Regions from separate parts of the Ovis aries genome. Here region 2 is linked to region 1. A link is a contact called in public Hi-C data. All regions are on one chromosome and are shown on one strand. Each heading gives the region's core, a stretch centred on a gene start, on an enhancer-like site or on the middle of the called end of the contact. The rest is flanking DNA. Distances are from core to core; before and after follow the strand shown. Region 1 holds the start of HECTD2 (HECT domain E3 ubiquitin protein ligase 2). Region 2 holds the start of PPP1R3C (protein phosphatase 1 regulatory subunit 3C).

What was found. A called contact is a pair of places that touch in the nucleus more often than the background predicts.
Region 2: a Hi-C map of skin fibroblasts shows a contact between it and region 1, with 2.5 times the contacts expected there. The contact joins the promoter of PPP1R3C here to the promoter of HECTD2 in region 1. A contact is called at or near these places in 3 of 16 Hi-C or Micro-C datasets (skin fibroblasts and tail adipose tissue).

What each region holds. Positions count from the first base shown.
Region 1 is chr22:12,827,290-12,831,237 of ARS-UI_Ramb_v3.0, reverse strand. HECTD2 (HECT domain E3 ubiquitin protein ligase 2) reads right to left here and starts at 2,133. Exons shown (of 21, transcript XM_027960547.2): 1 at 1,901-2,133. The coding sequence starts at 2,038.
Region 2 is chr22:13,014,058-13,018,005 of ARS-UI_Ramb_v3.0, reverse strand. It overlaps PPP1R3C (protein phosphatase 1 regulatory subunit 3C), which reads left to right and starts at 1,945. Exons shown (of 2, transcript XM_004020030.5): 1 at 1,945-2,046. The coding sequence starts at 2,033.

The sequences.
Region 1 (3,948 bases), core at 884-3,383:
ATTGCCTTCAAAAATCTCAAGTCTTCATTCTTATCCTCTTCTAATTTAACCTGTTTTTCCAAGGTTTTATTCAAGACCTTAAGAAACTTTCTGAACTCTGTTCTTCTGTCTGTCCAGCAGTACAAGCCCATATTCCTTTGTTCACACTTATGAAATCCTCTAAGCTCTTAATACTGAAAGAGCTTATTTGGTAACTAAACGTGTACCTGAACTGAACTTTTTGACAATCCAACCTGAGCTGAACTGATAGGAAGCTACTGATAGACCTTATCTCATTTAGTGTGAACAACCCACACTTTTCACTGCAGAGTTATTAGTATGCTTAATTATGAGGAACTGGCCAGGACCCCACTGTGGATAGTATACATGATGTATATAAATTAACTTTCTAAAATCCAAAGACCTCTCAATTTCAAAGCCCCTGAAGATAACAGTCTGTAGACCTATGTCCACACTGTATCAATTTCTCCAAGTTTTTATTCCAAGCCTTCGATTTTTCAATTACACAGAAATAAGTAAGTTTTGGGGAGCGTCCTTACTTGAGGACCTAAACCGATTAACACAACTGTTCGTATAAGCACTCATGCATTCATTGTTTTAAACTGACTTAGAAATAAACTGCTGAAATACTATTTGCCAGTTAAGAACATCCCAGATAAGCTCCAAAAGCCCAGGAAATCAACAGCAAGAACTGGGCCTATAAGCAGCTGAGTGACAAATTTCTTCAAAGCATTTCCCAAAGTAATTTCTACCTGCAACTCCAATTTACCAATCAACTGTAGTAATTTTTTTAAGTGTCTGTCTACACTTCGCTGTGATTTAAGGTATGGTGCGCGTTCTAGCAATTTTCAGTTATCACAATCCTTAGACATTTTCCAAAAAACCTACTGAATCAAACGTTATTTCTATAACATTTTAAATTAGAGTTAGCTATTTTAGTAAGTTCTTAGTCATTTAAGAGGGAGGTTTTAGGAAATGAATTGCAACCAGGAATAAGGAAAATGTATCATGTTCTCTAAAACTTTTACTATTTTGTCACACAGGCTGAATAAGTCATGCTCTTTAAATGTACTGAAGTTTCAAGAAGTATATAAATATGGGGTCAAATGAAAAAATCTAAAAAATTAGAGGTTAATTTTGTGTGTGTGTGCGCTCCAAAGTAAACAGTCATAACCACCAGTAAAAGTAGGGAAGAGGGGCTGTCCCATTACATCATCTGGCAATCTGTAGTTTGAAGCCTGAAAGCGCTCTGCAAATAATCCTTAAGAAAATCCAGCTGGGAAATCATCCCCGAGAAGCTTACATCCCTTGAGTTTAAATATAAGGTTAAAAAAGCTTCCCCACCTTACGTCACATGTCTGTACCATATGAAAAAGAAAACCCATCACCGAGACATCTACCTCCCACTATCCTGACAGCAAACGAAAGGTCACAATTAAGTGGAAACTCGCCTCAGAGCCTGTTCAATCTGAAGGAGGAACGGAAAGAAAAAGCGAAGAAAAGGGGAGAAATCTTCGCTCTCCCACGGCAGGCAGACGGCTCAGCGGAAAACCCACTCCCGCCTGCCTGACACCTTATCCTCATCCAAGAGACGATGGACTCCAAAAAGCTGGTTATTTCCTTAGAGAAAGAGGGAAGCCCCCAAACCAGAAAATGACCGAAAACAGCCAGCTGACTCGGCCACCCCGGCATTCCCCGAGGGTGGAAGGTGCAGCTCGAGAAATGATCACGGCTGTCCCCGAGACACAACTCCTCGATTTCAGCCCGAGGAAGGGCAGCCTGAGCGCTTCTCCCCGGGCGGGTCCGGGGCTCCCTGGAGGAGAAGCGGGGTCCCCGGGCTCCCCTCGCCCCCCTCGCGACCGGCCGTCGGGGCGCCCCGCGGCCCCCGCCCGGCACCTACCGCAGGGGCACTGGCGCCCGCCGACACGATGGGCGGCAGCTTCTCACGCTCGGGTTCCTTCCCTTTCTTCTCCTCGGGCGCAGTCGCCGCCACCGCCGGCGGCGCGGCGGGCGAGGGCACCCGATCCGCTTCACTCATGTCGGGCCGGGCGGCTGGAGCGCGAGGCGGCGGCAGCGGCGGCCAGGCTGCGGCTGGGGTTGGCGCTGCTGCCGCCGCGGCCGCGAGAGGGCTCTGGGCCACCGCGTCCAGCCTCCGCCGCCGCTCCGCCCCCGCCCGCGCCCGCGCCCGCGCCCGCGCCGCGGCCCCGCGCTCGCGCCGCGCGCGCGCCCGGATGCCCGCCGCGCCCCCGCCCCCGCCCCCGCCCCCGCTCGCGGGGCCAGCCCGCCCGCGGCTCCCGCCCGCTCCTCGCCTCTGTCGCCCGCTCCTCGCCTCTGTCGCCCCCTCCTCGCCCCCGGCTCGGCTCGCGGGGAGCGGGGCCCGGACGCTGGCCGCTGCCACCCTCGCTGCCCCGGGGGCCCGGAGAGGAGGCGCCGCAGCCGGGCCGCCATGTTGTTTGCCGACCGTCGCCCGAACCGGCGAGGAGGGGGTCGGGACTAGCGAGCCGGTACTCTGGGGGACACGGCGAAGCCAGCAAAGGTCGCGCGGGGATAGAGCGTTCCCGAAGGGCTGCCGTGGGGCGGGGCGCGCGGCAGCCTCCTCTGCACGGACGGCCCTGACTTGGGGCGCCTAGACCCGCGGGGGATTTTTCCTCTCCAGCGCCTGCAAAACCGTCGCCTTCGGGCCGCTGCTCGTCCCTGCCACCCCGCCCGCCCGCCCGCTTGCCCCAAGAGCGAGGTCTCGAGCCTGGGCGTCCTCTGCAGGCAACCTTGCTTTTATAGTCGACCGACCCTTTGTAGATGCCCCAAGAGCCCCCATCTACAAAAGAAAAGGCTGAGGTGGGGAGAGGGGAAATGAGACGCCGTGGGCTCCACCTTCCCCACCGCAGGGCGGGACGGCCAGGCCACACTTTCCATTCCTGTTCTTCCCGTCCCTACTTGGACTGCCAAATCCGCCTCTCCCTTCCCGTCCCCACGCGCCTACATCTCGCTCTCTCCCCGCATCTCTTTGCTGCCTCCTATCCCTTCCTTGTTCGTTTCCTTTTATAAGTTGCAGATGGACAGACCCAAACTCCGCCGCATAATCCTTAATGTCAGATCGTTAATATGGGTGCGAACTTTAAAAGTGAGGAGGAAAGCTTTTAATCATGATATTAAAACATCCCCCATCCCCACCCCCACGACCAAGCCACACAGACATTTCCTTTCCTTTCCGCCCCCTCCTTTTCCTTCTCTCAGTCTACTGGAGCTGCGGAGACACCTGCTGATCTAAGGGAAAGGAGAGAGTAAGGATGTGCTGCATCGCCTATTAAAAACAGGGGATTCTTGACGGTCATATACACGGCTCTCGGTAGCGGCTTTGTTATTTCACTTGAGGATGAGTGAATTTTCAAATCATGGGTACCCAGATCCAAATAACTAAAAATATCTCTGAAACTTGTTTGGGAGGATGTTTGGGTTATCTGTTATTTTACATAATTCAGAATTATTAGCATAACTGAGTACTAGTTATAGTGCACCATGAAACGAGGTTGCATGTTTTTTCCTTCAAACCCAGAATTTGTAACAAACAGATCTGAAGTAAATCATGTAATGACTATAATAATTAGTATTCAGGATTGCCTTCTATATTATAAATTCCAACTTTCGTTTATAGAAGGGCTTTCTAGTTTTAATATAGTTGCTGTCATCACCTATTTAAATGTTAATTAGCAAAAAGCTCTGGAGTGCCCTATAGTTGGCAAAAAGTATTTCAGTGCTAATTAGAAAATGACTGGGACACACATTACTTTGCCACATTCTCCTATTTTTCTTGAATTCTTTTTTTAGGATTTTCATTTCTTCTCACACCTATGAAATATTCACCCTATAGGAGGAATATATAATTATTTCCTAGTTTTAGCAGGTCATTGTTCTGATCTTTTGATACAGCAGCAACTGAAATATTATAAA
Region 2 (3,948 bases), core at 696-3,195, 190 kb before region 1:
CTCCAGGCCAGAACACTGAAGTGGGTAGCCATTCCCTTCTCCAGGGTATCTTCCCAATGCAGGGATTGAACCCAGGTCTCCCACACAGCAGGCGGCTTCTTCATCATCTGAGCCACCAGGGAAGCCCACAGAATGAGAAATAAAATTTTAATTATTCATAATATCTCTATTGCCCCAAATTAAGCACTGTTAACGTTTCGGTCGAGTATATTCTCTTTTCCATATATGCATGTCTTACCCCTAAAATGGGATCACAATTTATTTTTCTTATTTCATGTTTCTCTGTAACTGTAATTGGTAATATCCACTCTTTAGCTCAACATAGTGTTGTTGAACACATACCAAGCACTTTGCTGAGTTTTCTCATCTGTACAGTTTCATTTAATCCTCAGAACAATTTCACTATCTCCATTTTACTGATGAGGGAGTTGAAGCTCAAACTTGTCTAGATTTGAAAGTGTCAAACCCAAACAGTGCCCCTTCAGCTAGTTTTGGTTGTTCTGAGAAACTAGAAGATCTGCTTTTAGTTGGATGTTTTCTTTAAAAAATCAAGCCCAAGTGATAAATAACTGCCCCAGTGATAACTCACTTTTTCTTTAACCACACCATTTTAACACTTCTGCTGCTGCTGAACGGTGATTTTAAAGACATAGGGATTTTTGTACATTTTACATTGTATATTCTGTACATTTTTATGGACTGCTGGATAACTAAATTGAGAGCAGAGCAAGGACATGGACTTTATACAAACAATTCCTACTCGACTTAGAAATTTAATTTTATGGTTGTAACTGATGATGGTCTAAAAACTCCCCAAACTAAACAAAATTACAAAACCTCGATGAGAATAACCGGCCTGGGAGAGTCATGAAACTTACAGTGTGATAGTTTAACATTTTGGTTTTCACATCGCTGCCAGAGGACGTCAGAACCCAGATGAGGGATTTGGGTTGACCACTGGCTCTGCGGGCTGACCCACCACATGAGCAAAAGAGGCCTTTTCATTTCTGGCTTTAGTTTTCTCTTCCAGGGAGAAAAGCTGAAGACTAGATTGAAATACAAAGTACCTTTTAATGAAATGCTGCCTCATTGTCTTATAATAGGGCTAACACAGACTGCCGGTGGCTCAGATGGTAAAGAATCTGCCTGCAAAGCAGGAGACCCGGATCAATCTCTGGATCAGGAAGATCCCCTGGAGAAGGGCATGGCAACCCACTCCAGTATTCTTCCCTGGGAAATCCCAAGGACAGAGGAACCTGGCGGGCCACAGTCCATGGGATCTTAAAGAGTCGGACAGGGCTGAAGCATTTAATACGGACTAACACGGTTTATTAACAATATTGGTTAGAGAAGAATGTACTGTGTGGTGCATTTCCGGGTTCACCCTAACCCCAAAATATGCAGTCAACTTCTGATTGCTCAGGGCAAGGAAAGGGAGAAGATAAGCCAATGCACCAAGCAATGAACAAGATAAACATTTCAAAACTATAAATATAAGCACACACACACATCCCCTTCCCCCACCGCCACCCCTCCACGCGTCCCCGGAACGAGCCACAGTGTCCTGCCCTCAGATAACTGTATACAGAAGCCTCGCGAGTGAGACACCTCCCTCCCTGCAGCCCCGCTGTGTTGGCGCTCCGCGCGGGAGGAGGTTTGCTGCTTTCCCTCCTGGCCTGCGCCGGCTACTTGTGCTACGCGGTTGCCTCCACGCCTCCTCGCCCGGGGTTCGCGTTACTCTACCCCGGCCAGCTGGCCCGGGGTCCCAGAGCGCCCCCAGCGCCCGGCGAGCCCTGCACCACGGCAGTCACGTCCCGGCAAGGGCTCGCGCCCCAGCTGAGCGCTGGTTGGTCGCGCCGTCGAGCCCGCGGCCCAGCGATTGGCCGTGGCAGTCGGCTCACGTGGTCCCCCGCAGTTAAGCGGCCTCCCGGGGGCCGCACCCGCGATCTGCCGGAGCTGCGGCCACTCGGGGACTCCCGGGAGACGCGTGCGAACTCTCGCAAACCGCGGAGTGCCGCCGCTCCTCTGCCTGATGAGCTGCACCAGGTAGGTTCCCTGCAGATTCTCCGACCCGGAGCTCAGGGAGCGCGCAGCTGTCGGGAGGCTGGGATGCGTTTTCCTGCTGTCATCCCCGCCCCGGAGACCCCAGGGGAGGGCGGGTTGACAGGCTGCTGAAGAATCTGGCGCTGGGGAGGCCTTGGAGGTGTGAAGATTTGCTCTGAGCATCTTAGGCAGAGCTGATTTCGGTAAACGGCATCTTAAACCAGAAACGTGAGTCAGCTTTAGTTCTGATTCCCTCGTGGATTCTAACCGTATCTCTTGGTCCTGCACAGAGGTCTCAAGGACTCGTGGGAAGAGCACTCAGATTGCTGGCTGTGTAGTTTAGCTTTGGGAAAAACTTAACGATGGACGATGTTCACTTTCCTTGGTCCTCTTTCCTTCTTCTGACGGTTTGCCATAGCAAAGCCAGTCTCGGGAGTTTGAGCAAATGATTATTTTTAAACTCTTCGGCCAGACTTAACATTCCAGGGAAATCGCCGTATCCTGAAACTGTCTTTAGATAAGTGCAAAATGTGAAAATACAGGGCAAACCCCCAAACAAAAAAACCACCCACAAAACTACTTAAATAGCTTCTTTAGACATAACTTAGCAGAAGACGTCTCTAAAATTTCCGCCTGTTAACTATTATTAGACCAATAAATATAGCTTTCTCTCTCATTTGTTTGTTCTAAGTTTGTAGGTCTCCCAGAAAAATCCTAGGGCTAATAAAGTGAATTCTCAGAATATTCTTTTATTACCCATCTTATGATAATGACCATTTGGCTATGTGCTTAGAGCTGCTGGGAAGACAGTTACTAAAGCCGGAACGAGAAATGTCACATACAGTATACACACACTTCTTATCTGAAGGCTAGGGTAGGGGAAAAATGTCCATAAGTTTGGCAATGTATACTCAGGGCTAAAGGCCAGAAAAAATACCTTTCTTGATGGACACTTCATGGTTTAATATTTCTGGGCATAGTTATGTCTAAATTTTAAATAGCTTTATTATCTTTCTAGTTATAAATATCCATTGCCAGAACATTTGAAAATACCAAAAAAGTACAAAGGCAAAAATAGATCACCTATCACCCGGAGATAATTGTTAACTTTTTGTTGTGCTTCCTATTAGACTTTTCAACATTTATAAGTTCATATATGTGTTGTGTGTGTGTATATATATATATATATAAAACACATTTATTGAAACTATCCTATTTTCAGGTTTGGCTTTCCCAGTGACTCAGCGGTAAAGAATCTGCCTGCAATGCAGGAGACACGGGTTCAATCCCAGGGTTGTGAAGATTCCCTGGAGAAGGAAATGACAAACCACTCCAGTATTCTTGCCTGGAAAATCCCATGGACAGAGGAGCCTGGTGGGCTATAGTCCATGGGGTCACAAAAGAGTCTGACATGACTGAGTGACTAAATAATGACAATAATTTTCAGATCATCAGATTTTCCCACTTAAATGTGGAGTTGGCATGGATGTCTTTTTGGGTGAAATACAGATTATGTAAAGATTTTTAAATTCATAAATGGCTGCCTTGCACTTCAGTAGGTTATTTGTGTAAAATGGGGAAGAGCATGGTAATGAAAGTGCAGAGAGAATCCTCTAATTTACTCTTTCTAGTCTTTGGCTCTCAAAACCCTTTGCTGTTTTTATTCTTTCTTTTTAAATGGATTATGGTTCCAGAGAAGTATAATTAATTCAATAGCAAAATCATCAAAGCAGTTGAGGGAGTGCAGTTTGGAACTTTGATTCTAGAACCTGTCTGGTCATTGGCTTACCTGGGAAGCTTTAAGAACATATATACATTCTTGTCTCCATCCCCAGGGGTTCTGCATTAGAGGCTCTAAGTCCAAGGATTCTGCATTGAAAAAAAAGAAATCCAACCCACTAGGCC